Linked DNA regions of Zea mays: region 2 is linked to region 1. The links are chromatin contacts, called in public Hi-C maps. All regions are on one chromosome and are shown on one strand. The core of a region is the stretch at or near the end of the contact, and the rest is flanking DNA. Distances in the headings are between cores, read along the strand shown. Region 1 holds the start of LOC100194201. Region 2 has its middle 82 kb from the start of LOC100194201.

What was found. A called contact is a pair of places that touch in the nucleus more often than the background predicts.
Region 2: a Hi-C map of tassel shows a contact between it and region 1, with 2.3 times the contacts expected there. The contact joins the enhancer-like site here to the promoter of LOC100194201 in region 1. A contact is called at or near these places in 2 of 25 Hi-C or Micro-C datasets (ear and tassel).

What each region holds. Positions count from the first base shown.
Region 1 is chr5:114,380,182-114,387,000 of Zm-B73-REFERENCE-NAM-5.0, reverse strand. LOC100194201 reads left to right here and starts at 1,496. Exons shown (of 4, transcript NM_001139246.1): 1 at 1,496-1,543; 2 at 1,609-2,008; 3 at 2,107-2,211; 4 at 2,307-2,681. The coding sequence starts at 1,620. The coding sequence ends at 2,313.
Region 2 is chr5:114,464,243-114,470,722 of Zm-B73-REFERENCE-NAM-5.0, reverse strand. No RefSeq gene overlaps it. Among protein-coding and RNA genes, the nearest start is that of LOC100194201, 82 kb to the right of the region's middle. Within about 2 kb of position 2,967, at least 18 of the 20 cell types and tissues checked have an H3K27ac peak or open chromatin away from gene starts, as enhancers often do. A contact at or near this core is called in ear and tassel, where this site is marked.

The DNA of each region.
Region 1 (6,819 bases), core at 247-2,746:
ACCTTTATTATATATGTAGATAGTGTAAATCAAGTGCATAGCAAAAGCTATATATATATGTAGAAATGCCGAAATATATATTTTGTAATTTAGAATGGTGGAAGTAGATGTTACGCTGTTGGTAAGCTGCTGAACACTTTATGCTCCTATCTGTCTTTGCATTTAGAATATTCACTTGGTAAGGCAGTGTCTTCATATTCATACTTGTTCCTTCTTATCCGGAAAATCAGCTAGTCCATTTCTGATCCGGAACACCTACTTTTTTGCATCTTCTTAGAAATATTTCTCTGACAATTAATTATGGAACTCTTTTTGTCATATTAGTGATAGTGTATATATATATATATATATATATATATATATATATATATATATATATATATATATATATATATATATATATATATATATATATATATATATATATATATATATATATATATATATATATATATATATGGTTCAGAAACCTAATTATCACCAGCTAATTATGGCTATGGAAGGGACCTCTAAATTCATGAAAAAAGGGTGTTTGTGTTGAAAGAGGCTTGCTTACATCAAGTTATGCTGAATAAATGATATGGGTGGGCCATGGACTTGTTGTAGATTGCTCGACAGAAATGGTTATAGCGCTGAGTTGATGTGATGGTTGCTTGGAATGGATTCCATTGTCTTTTCTCAATAATTGATAGTAAAAGAAAGCAAAGCTAGCATTGAATATCAGAAACAGGAATGACCTTTTTCTTTAGCTGCATGAATCAAAGGTTGTATATATATCGATGATAAATAAGCATAGGTTTACAATGACAGGCTCCATTCTTAACACTATTTGCATCAGAATCTAATAAGTGCTAATTTTAGGTTTTGCCTTTCCTTTCATATATTTTGTGCGATGGTCGATGTAGTGCGATGAGTTGTACTGTTGGCATACATTATGTTTTCTGTCTTTTAGCACAGATATGTTTGTTGTTTTGGAACGTGTTATACCTTCAAAATTAGGAAGTTAACTGCATCGACTTGAAGTATGCCATGAAAACAGAGAATATTTACATGCACGCCATATTTCGGATGCTATACCAACCTAGCTCCTTCTCAAATTTCATACTGCAGCGTTATCCTGTATTTTGGATAGACATTGTGAGCACACGCCATATTTCCTAAGCACAAGAATACGAAGAAGAAGTGCGCATCCCTCCATCCCATGTCTCAAAAGATGTTGCCACGGCAGGCTAAGATGCAGGGCAAAGTAGGCATTCAAACTCCCTCCCCATAATTCTTTTTCCCTTTAATGACGCTTTCTCTTCTTTTCTTTAACTCCCCCTCTTAGCTTTCTTTCTTTCTTTTCTTCTTCTAGTTTTACGTGATTCCCTTGTTCTTCGCGGGCACCAAGAATCAAAGGCACAAAGATAGGCTCACCCTCGGTTTCAGCATCCCCTCCAAACTTCGCTATAAATACCCCTGCACAGACGCACCTTGCTGCATCACCATTTCGCTAGCTCCATAGCACTTGTTCCAGCTAGCTAGGAGAGAGAGCTTTGTTTAGGTAATTTAGCTTTGTGTATATCTTCTTGGTTCTAGCTCTTTGAAATTTTTTTTATCTGGGTGCAGGCGGCGGCAAGATGAACAGGAAGCCAGGAGACTGGGACTGCAGGGCGTGCCAGCACCTCAACTTCAGCCGTCGGGATGCATGCCAGCGCTGCAGTGAACCACGTGGAGTTGGTGATCGTAGCGGCGGTGGTGGCGACTTGGGTGGGCGTGGTGGTTCCTCCTTCGGCGGTGGCTTTGGTGCTGGCTCTGATGTCCGCCCTGGTGACTGGTACTGCTCCTGCGGCGCACACAACTTCGCCAGCCGCTCCAACTGCTTCAGGTGCTCTGCCTACAAGGAGGAGGCTGCCGGCGCCTTTGATAGTGACATGTCACGCTCACGCGGCTACGCCGGCTTCGGCAGCGGCGCTGCCGCCCGTACCAACCGCCCCGGTTGGAAGTCTGGAGACTGGATCTGCACCAGGTGCTGCGTCGTGTTTTAATTTGTGGCTTCTTTCTGTCTGCATGCATATGTGCATGGAATGATGAGGTTGCTGAATAATATATATATTTTACGTACAGGTCCGGTTGCAACGAGCACAACTTCGCTAGCAGGATGGAATGTTTCAGGTGCAACGCGCCACGGGACTCCGGTAGCGCTGCCACGACGACCTACGAAAACTACTTGTAATTTACCAAATAAATCCATATATTTCCTCCTTTAATTTTGCTGGCTGCTGTGTGTGCATGCATGATCTGACCGAACGTTCCGTTTGCTGCAGGCACTGAGGTGTAGGTAGAGCAAAGTTTACAGCTATAGCGCGCGTCGACGAAGCAGGAGCAGCAGCAGCAGCATGAATTGAAGAGGAGTCCTCATCATCACATCATAAGGGAGCAGCAGTAGATTTAATTGCAAAATTAAAGACACCCGCGATGCATGCCCTATCACTAGTTTTGTTCCACCGGTACCCCTACCGCGCGTTTCTTTTAAGATTTGGTTCCCCATTTATCTGGGGACAGTAGACCCCAGATGAGACCTATGTTTGCTGTTTCATTTTCAGTTACGTTCGTCTCCGCATGCATGTTTGCGCTTGGATCTGATGTAACCCCAAAACGCTTGCTTCACAAGTACTATTAACTAGTTCTGTTGCCTTCCTATATAATATCTTGTTCATGTGTATGGGTAAATAGTTCTGACGGATGCTGGGAGGCTTCAGATAACGTTTTAGCTAGCTTCATGCACGTGCATGCAACGGAACGCGTCGTGTGAAGAAGACCGCATGCATGTTTGTCACTGTCCGCATTGGATGCTCTTTGAACTCGCCCATGCCTTGTCTTTAGCTCTCTTCGAGCCCAAGTCATTTACTGCTGTGCCGGCCGATAAGGCGCTTGCAGCTTGAGCCGCGCCTGAGCCGGAGGCTGTCTGTCTGAGAGGAAAGATCCCATCTATCTCAGTCAAAAGCGGCCGGCCAGCTCCCTCCCACGCCCCAGTACCCCACCCAGACGCACGTCGCCGCCGCAGCGGGCCGGCTCTGGGCCTGAGGAAGATCCCTTCTTCGATCGCCTCGACTCCTTTGAGACCTTTATACATGCATGTGCACTGTGCTTTTTAGCTTTGCCCGCGCGGCGGCTTCTTTCCTCCCTCTGCCTGCCTGCCCGCCTTTTATCGTGGCGACCGGCGAGAACCGGGCGGGGCATGCAGCGGCAGCGCATCCAGACCAAAGCGGCCCGCAGGTAACTAAAGGCGGGACGGGAGCACTGGCGTTGTACGGTGGCTGGCTCGCTGCCTTTGGAGAGGAGGGAGTCTGCCTCTTTTGCACGGATTTTCAAGATGATGGGAGGGACTGCGCAGAGCCGCAGTGGATAGGAGGGGCAGCGCGGAGGCTTTTCGTCTTTGGGGCGACGGCCGACGACCACAGTGACCAGGGGCCGGGGCTGCGTCGCGTTGCCCGCCGCCGCCGCGCGCGCCTTTAGCGCCCGAATCCATGAGGACCTTGTCAGGCGTATCACCGCGTGTCACGGTTTACAAAACCGCTCTGGTTTCCTGTTATGAGACCAGACCGGTAATGGGTTTCCAGTGTTTTCTAAAATTTATTTAAAATTCAAAAGTTTTGAAATTTTTATAAAAAATGAAACCGGTAAAAAAAACAGCAAAAAAGGCAAAAAAAAAAGAAAACCGGTAAAAACAGCGGTTTCACGTCAAGATAAATCGGTTTATTGATTTCAAATACAAATCAGTCGAAAAATTTAAAAACCACCTTCTCAGTCAGGAAAATTGATTCCTTCTCGTTTCTCGGTCTGGAAGCGGTGGTTTTCGGCGAGAAAAATGAAAAAGCGGATTCCAAATTTGAAAGATATAAACTGCTCGGGATTAGTGGGTTTTGGACGATTTTCGCCGAGCGGGGAACGTGTTTTCAATGGGAGGGTGAACCATGTTGAATCCGACAATTAGGGATGTAATCGGATCGGATACGGACGAATATTATAGAAACCATATTTGTTTTCATATTTTTATTTAGATTTGAATTCGAATACGGATAGCTTCGGATACAAATACAAATACGAATCTTCTCGGATGCAAATACGGATAGCCACGTGTTGAATACGAAACTAGTCGGACACAGATAGCATCGGTAACAGATTTTTTTGTCGGATACCGTGGTAAGACACCATTCCACACATATCACGACTTCACGAGTGTCGTAATCATTTAGCCACTACTTGAGTCCAATCATTTTTTAGAAATATATGTAGACATATGTTGCGTCTCCGTAAAATTACATGAATTTTATACTACTTATGTATTATTAATTCCTTTCTACGCAAAATCATCAAAATACAATATACAATATATGCCTCCTCATTTTTGCTTCGGTCCACATGCTAGATTGAAAAACCCTTGAATTGCATCTCCAGACATCGCACAGTCGACAGATACTGGAGGAAGACTGGCTCTCGGGCTGTACAATCTTTTTATACGTGGCAGGCGATGACTTTGGAATCATTCTTGACTATGCAAGTCTTAACGCCGAGTGCCCTGAGTTTGCAGAGTCCGAGGATGAATGCTTCGTACTCTGCAATGTTATTGGTACATTTGTCTGTCTCGAGAGCAAAGTTTAATCGAGCGTCATATCTATACTTGGCGGCTGATGTGGTTGTAATTACTACTGCTGCACCGACCCCCGTATGACACCAGGCGCCTTCAAAGTGGATTATCCAATATGTTTCAAGGTCTGGGTGCCGATATTGTGAAGGTCCCATCCAATCCACTATAAAGTCAGCTAGGACTTGCGATTTGATTGAATTTCTGGACTTGAAGACTATGCGGTATCCAGAGACTTACGTCTATTGCCACTCTTATCTTGTGTGCTTTGAAGTAGTGTCGCAGCTTTCATGACACCATGAGCACAACGTAAGCTATTTTTTCCATTTCTGACATATTGCACTTAGAGCTGTCAAGGACCTCTAAGACGAAATATATAGGCTGCTATTGTAGTTTCCCATCCTTGGCCTTCTCCAGCACCAAAGATGCACTGACTGCTTGATGGGATGCTGCGACGTACAGGAGTAGGGAGGATGCGGGCTTTAGGCTTGTTACGGTTATCATTTCTGAAAGATAAGCTTTGATTGAATCGAAGGCTGTTGCCTGCTCGGGGCCCCAGACGTAGTTTTTTGCTCCCCTTGGGGTCTTCAAGAAAGGTAGGCTTCTCTCCGCAAATCGCGAAATGAACTTGTTTAATGCTACCAGCCTTCCAGTGAGCCTTTGGATGTCTTTTGCTGATTGTGAAGGCTGCATGTCCATTATTGCCTTGACCATGGTGGGGTTGGCCTCGATGCCTCTATGGGATACAAGGTAGCCCAGGATTTTGCCCTGGCGAACACCGAAGACACAATTATCTGGATTTAGGCGAAACCTTGCTTCGCTCATTCTTGCAAACGTTTCGACGAGGTCAGCAATGTGGTCTTCCTCATTTTTGCTTGCGACGATAATGTCGTCGACGTAAGTGAAAACATTGCGACCCAGCTGCTCTTCAAGCACTGATTTTGTTAGGCGTGAAAAGGTGGAGCCGACGTTCTTGAGGCCTTCAGCATATGCACAAAGCAATATGTGTTGAAGGGTGTTATGAAGCTTGTCTTCGCTTTGTCCTCCTCCTTCATATATATCTGGTGGTATCTTGAGAAATAATCCAAGAGTGATATGACCTGGCAGCCTGCAGCTGAATCGACAATCTTGTCAATTCTAGGGAGGAGGAAATTGTCTTTGGGACATGCTTTATTGAGGCTGGTGAAATCTATGCACATTCGCCATTTTCCACAATTCTTCTTGACCATGACTACGTTGGCGAGCCATGGCGGTGTAACACCCCAGGATCCACAAACACCCCAGAATGCTTCTAAACTACACATCTAACATTCATATATAAAATTTCGATAGCATCTCCTTTGAAAATTGCATAAACGGGGAAGCAACAAAGTATAAATAGATATCATGACAAGAAAACATAATAGACATTAATAATCTGCTAGAAATGGGAAGACAACCATAACGACATGAACTGAATTAACCAGTGCGCACAACTTGTTAGAAACAAACATCCTTTGACAAGAAGTTTCTAATTAAATCATGACTGCGCCTAAGCAGCGTTATTATGAGAGTGAAGCTGGATGTGCTGCTACTTCTCACTCCCCTTGATGAGCAACAAGCAGCTGCATTGAGTAATGCAAGAGTGAGATGAAACATCTCAGCAAGCGAATTGTTTTGACGAGATATTTAAACCACAAATTGAATTAATCAACATTTTAAAAGAATCACAATTAAGATTAGAAATACTTGTAGATATAGAACTCAGTAGTCCCAATATAACCAATACCATCTCATTTCCTCGAACAACCACAATAGGTTGTATAACACTTCCCTATGTCAACAATACCTGCAAATATCACTTCAATGTATGCATAGGAATGCAATGTGTAGGTCCTCTGTCTTCATACCTCTGAGGGTATAAAACCACATCATCTGCAAATATCACTTCAATGAATGCATATGAATGCAATACATATGTCCTCTGCCTTCATACCTCTAAGGGTATGAAGCCGCATCGTACCCCTCCTCGGGCAACGTATGATGCTAAGTTGTACCGGTACGGTCAGACCATAGGTCACGACCCAACTTTAGATGCAAGTGAATCATGCAATGTATATGGCATGCTGCATTTATCAATATACTTCACTTCCTTCACATACAATACAAACCTCAAATAATACTTCATTTACCTTTAGATACAAAACAAACCT
Region 2 (6,480 bases), core at 1,718-4,217, 82 kb before region 1:
ACACCCTGTTTTTGTGTCGTAGCTCCGTTCGAAGCTGCTCCACCTGGGCTTCTAGATCTCCAATGAGGTCATTGCTGCCGCCGCTGCTCTCCTCATGCCTTGGAGCCAGCTGATGCCGAGGCACGCCAATTGGTCCAGTGGACTTACGCGCGGTTTTCCTCGTGCGCGGCGGCATATCTTCATAAGGGGGAAAACTTTATTAGTATAGTTTTTAACATGATGCATGCATAATTACAGAATCAACCTTAGTTGATTCACCACCTTCTATACATTGCACTCAACTACCTGATCTTATAAGATAAGTACTTCAGAAGGTAGTTAGATAAGAAGGAAAGAAATTTTCTTAGATAAGTCCTTAAAAATTCTTTTTGAAAATGCCACATAATATCTATAGAGATGGGCTTCGCTCCGATACCAGCTGTGACGGAACCTCCCAAGTCATTAGACCCACCTACAGTTTTCCTTGTCCATTGGACCTCGGACAACCCTGCAGGTGCACCTGATCACTTGATAAGTTCAGTATCTGAATTCTTTACCTTGCCCAAGAGCGTTTCACCCGTCGCGCAGATATTACAACACATCGGAGATACAAATATGCGGAAGCAGTTACAACAACTTATTTTATATTAAAGTATAGAAAGAGTATTATTATTACAGACCAGTAATATATAAGAGTGCTGGAGTAATATTATTACAAACTTGGGCGGCAAAAAACCCCTCCCGTTTAAAAGTAAAGTTTTTAAAGGAGGACACTTCCTCCCGAGACTTCAATCCTTATTTTCTTCCTTAGGCACCACCTTGGAACAAAAGCAACAAAAATTTGCTGCTTCCTCACCTACAACAACATGGGTTCGAAAACCCTGAGTACAAAGTGTACTTTCACAAGTCTTACCCGTCAAAATAAAAGATTCTCAAGGATATGCTGGCTTTAAGGGAGTCAAGGTAAGGCTTAATCAATAATCAAGACTCTGTTTGCAAAAATGCTTACTAATAGTGGATCCTTAAAAATCCAGTTTTATTAGCAAGTTAAGTCATTACCTGAATCTAAAGTTCTTTCTACCCTAGTTCAAGCACTTGGCCTAGACTAGCCATTTTCTTATCAACCCTTCTTGTTCACTGGAATGCTACGTGTAAGTCAGTGACCAAGTCTTCATGTCCGAGAAGTAACAGCGATCCGAATCGATTAATACCTAGCTGAGGATCTCCAATCACACGACATATGTAGCACTTAACCCTTGCATATGTCAACTCGCCACCGGGATTCTTAAGACCAGATCAGGTTCACGTCAACCGAGAGCACAGATACAACACCGTCTAGCCTCTTGCCATGAAGGGTACACGCTACTCTCGCCATCTCTCCACTCCCATTACGTGTTATCTTATTCTGGTATTAGTCTGCCCAAGGTAAAGCTTACCCATGATGAGGCATGTGACCAGTTAAAAGGTCCTCGATCATCAAGCCTACATCGAGACGGTCCTTAATCGACTTAGACAGAGACACTACACCGACACTCTCTTCTCGTGCAAGTCACCCGCCCGGTCTCAGCTTTATCATTTTAACCCAAAGTTTGGTACCTGACAGAGGTACATCTTTTCTAATGTTGAACCCATCACGGCCATGATGGATTCACCATCAAGTTTTATTTTGAAAACATCCCATCCCACTTGAAGCATCATCTTTTGTCAAAACAAAACATTTTGTTTTTCTAGAGCAAGACTAAGCAAAAGAAAAACCTTTTTATAAAACAGGGGATCAAGGAAAGGTAATCAAATTCTCAAGAAGGAAATGCATCAATTTGTTTAGCGCACAACTCCTATCACCTAATGCATCAAGCAAGTGAGAAAGATTTTAAAATAGCAAGGAGGTGGCAAATGCACCGGGTCTTGCCTTATGTTATAGGAGAGTCGAGCTCTGCTCCACAAATGTCAAAATAAAAGTAATTCCCGACAGGTGGGTCTTCAGGTGGTGGTGTAGCTCTTGCTTCTTCAACTTCTACTTCTTCTTCGTTTTCTATATATATCATATATACAAACATGAATGCTCATATAATGCTTATGAAAATGCAAAGATAATAAAGGTATATTATCTTAGGTCTTGAATATAATTTTCCTTCACGGAACTCCGGAAAACTAGGGTTTTTGGAGTCAGAACTGTAATCCCTAGGGCACGCATCAATAGAAGACTAGGGTTTTGGGGTTTAGGCATAAAACATTGTCCAAATCATGCCAAACTTTATCTAAGGCTTCTAAATAATATTTAAAGCTCATCTAAAAAGTTTAGTGATTTTTGGAGTTATTAATCAATTTCTAAAATTCTAGGAGTATAGGTTTTAGCTGTTTTAAATACTCCATAATTCCTTATTTGGACTAAAGTTATAAAAATATTTTTATTAAATAGTATAGAATTTTAGGAGCCTAGCAAAATTGGTCTTGCATTTTTAGCATTTTTCTACAATTTCCTATGAATTCTCTAACCCTAGGAGAAAAATAAAAAGGAAAAACATGAATAGTACTAGGCCGAAACTGGCCCAATACAATCCATGCCCAGGAGAAAACATGTGCGCCCGTATAGTGGGTGTATAGGTAGTTTTAAGAGAGAATGATTTAATTGAAACTTTGGTTTTCCTATGTGAATGATCCTTTGTTTTGGAGTATTTACTAAAAAAGTAATAATAAATAAATAATAAAAAAATATATTTGTATTCTGGCTGGTTTTTGGTTGTGCATTTGGTTTGTATTTGAAGTTTAAATTGGGTTTGAAATCCTGAAAATAGGAAACAAAAGCAGAAAAAAAGAGAACTACCTGGCATGGGCCGAAAATCCGGCCGGCCCAGTTCTTCCCCCCCCCCCCCCCCCCCCCCCCCCCCCCCCACCCCCGCGTCAGCTTGTTCCCTTGTTCACTTCCATGCGGGCCCCACTGGCCCGTCGCACAGCCGAGCGCGAGCCTCATCACCCGTGCTCCCCTTCGCTTGGCTCAGACTGCGCTGCGCGCGCTGTGGCTTTGGGGTGGGACCCACCGGTAAGGACTATCTGCTTCCCCTCCCCGTGGTCATCCGGCAGGAACGGCGCCGCTGAACTTAACCCATTCTTCTCCGCGCGTGGCTCGGAGTTTGTTGCAACTAATCGGATCTCTCGCCTGCCATACCAATCGCTTGTGGGCCGGTTTTTCCCTGGACTCGGAACCAGTAGCCATATAAAACCGGGCCGTCCCTTCCGCTCCTGTCGCGTCCTCCATTAACGAAGCACAGAGAAATTTGAGTGATGCCGCTGTCGAGGACCATCACACCCGTCGACGGATTTACCATAATCGGTGGTCAGGAAGCTTCGCTTGCCCGTCCCGCGCCTCTGTGTGTCCCCAATTTGCGGGGGAAGCTTCGGACCCATGGGAATTGCTCACCGGATCTCGTCCCTGGTCGCTGTCGCTGTGAACAGAGATGCGCCGTGTGCGGTACCGATGGGGACCTGGTGGCTGGGAAATTCCTCACCGGAGGAGGAACTCTACCGCGGGTCCGCGGTGGCGCGTGGCAACACCACCTGTGTCCCTCGCCGTACTCTGCAGAAATTGCGCGGGCCTGTACCTCGCTGTGGCGGGAATACCTCGCGGCATCCACGCTTGTAAGTGACCCCCTCCCTCCGTACTATCTCCCTTACTCATGCGCTTGCACACAGTTGGATTCGGGAATGGGGTAGCTGTGCTTGCATGCGTGTCTCCGGTGTAGGTGGCACTGCGTGCTGCCGGCGCGCCGTCAGACTAAGCAGGCAGAAGGAAGAAGACGCGCGCCTCCCGTTGGATGTGGTGCGATGCGGAGATTAAATCGAAATGAGGATATTTCAGAGGTTGAAGACCTGGGCCGTCGATCTCATGGCAAGTGATCGAGATTAGATGAGGGATTGTGATGACTAGGGCCATAGATCCACACATGGACAGTCGCGATTAGAGTAAACATACCCCGTCATCGCATAAAAATCTTGTCGTCAATTTTGAATCGAAGGGTTGTGCGTGGGCGCGGGCGTGGTCGAATGTTGGACGTGGATCTCGGATCCAGTGGCTGCTAGCGCTTACCGCTTCAATTATTAAGTCGATCTAATCTGAGTCGCACGTTCTCGATCCGATGACCGATAGCGAAGGATACCCCTTCGACTGGGAAAATATGCACAAGAGCCCCTAGCTTTATTAAAAATAAACTCGCCGTCCACTCAGGGGGTTATACTGAGTCTTGGAATCAATTGCGAGTTAGCCACCGGGCTTAGGGATGGCAATGGGTACCCGAAACCCGAAATCCGATGGGTAAAAACCCTATTAGGGCACGGGTATGGCGGATTTTGATACACATGGGTATTTTATTGGGTCATTTGTTATGCTCATCGGGTACGGTGGGCGTGGGTATGTTCTCTGTTGCTCCATGTAACACCCACTTTGTAATTTGCTAGAAATAATACCAATAGGGAAACAATTTCTCTTCATGTGAGTTTGATCTTTATGCATCATCTTATGTGAACATCATGCCCAAAAACAATTAATAAAAATATATACTACCAAATTATGCATCATGCTCGATTTTATTGTGTGTGCATTACTTGTGACAATGTAAAAATAATATAAAAATGAATATGTTAAATCCAAAGTGGAATTTAAAACCCTAAAGAAATGTGGAGGGAGGAAAAGGAGTACAAAAATAAAATAAAATATATACAAGACAAATATTATAAATAAAAGTAAGACCATTATATTCAAATTATACTTTCAATCTAAGAAGAATTCACCAAAAGATTTAAGTGTGAAATTTGAATTCAAATGAGATGGGAAAAATATAAATCAGAAGAAGGAAAAGTAAAAGAAAAAGAAAAACTAGCGCATGGGCTGAAACTTGCAGAACCGGCCCATCTCCAGCTCTTCGCGCAGCCCATTACACCCGCTCCCTGGTTGCGCCGACCTGTGGGCCACCTCTGTCATCTGCACACGCGCGCGCGCTGATGATGGACTGTCGCTGGAGTGCGGCCCCCACCTGTCAGCTATTTCGCCTCCAACGGAAATCCGCATCTAGCGGGATCGCGACGGTGTCCGCATGCTCGGCAGCTCGTGGATAGGCGCACCTGCCCACCGTGATCCGCGGGGGCGTGAGCTTATAAGCCCTGTGGACTCCGCCATAGGCGTGGAAGCTTGACCGTGGAACCCACAGAGAGAGACAGAGGAGAGGGAGTGCGGGTGAAAGCTCACCGCCGTGTGTGAACCTTAGATTACCAACGACCGCGCCCTCGAAGTCTTGTCCGGGGGTCTTGCGGGTTGTCGACTGAAGATTTCGCGTTCATCCCAGGAAGGAACGACCCCGGTGGCGGCCTGAATTCGTCGTCGGAGTTTCGTTTCCGCCGCGGACGTGCTGTGCATCCTGGGTGACATCACCGCCTCGTCAAATCTCGGTATGGCGCCCCCTATCCAATTCACGAGTAGGTGGATTTCATTTTGCGCGATTCCTCGGGGTGATCTGCTCGTCGGGCTCGCGGTTAGCGCGACGCCGGTGAGGGATCCGCCGCTGCCTTAGGTGCGCCGCCGTGCCTGTTGGCAGTGTGGGAAGATGATGCCGCGACCGCTGGATCAGTAGCTGGCGGCTGGGATTTGATCTGGGTCAGAGAGACTATGGACCGTAGATCTGTCGGTGGGCGGCGTGGATTAGACGGGCGATACCTCTTGGCAACATTAAAATATGTCCGTAGATCCGTTGATGGACGCTTGGGATCTGGTGTAGGCGTGGCCATCTCGGGAAGCCTCGGATCGTGATCCGATGGCTGTGATTCAGTACCGTTTCAAGGGGGGATCGGTTTTAATCTGAGCCGTTGATGTCTAATCGGACGGCTCCGGGCGGGAGATACCCTTTCGCCTTGGCATATTTACTAAAGAGACCCTATGCTTCTAAGAAAATAACCCACAGTCTTGTCTGCAGGACTCTGTGTCTTGGGACCTTTTGCGCCGAGCCCCCTGTCTTTCTCCGAAATAGTGCGCCCAGTCCAGAGATAGTTTAAATCGAATAAATGAATAGAAAATGGATTTCTAACATGAAAATAATTACTAGAATTTTATAAATTCATAGAAAATTCATACTAACTCCAAATTACTCCATTCCAGTTCCTAAAATTTTATAATTTTATTATCTATCACTTAGAGCCTCTGTTTTATCATGACAACAGTAAGAAAATTAATTTCTCATTTAATCCTATTTCAAGCACATTAAACCTTGAAAAAATTCATATCTTAAAACCTATAACTCCAAAAATTATGATTCCTGTTCCTAGGATTTTATTTTAATGTGTAGATTATTACTGCGTAGTTTGTTCTTATGTTTGGTGTGATGTTTATGTTGCCTATACCATGTTTGTTTGTATTGCTACTGAAAGGGAAATGTGCCCTTGGGCCATTTCTAAGTATTTTGGTGATTTAGTGTCTAACATAAGTGCCTAAGTGTAAAATGGTGAACAAAGTACAAA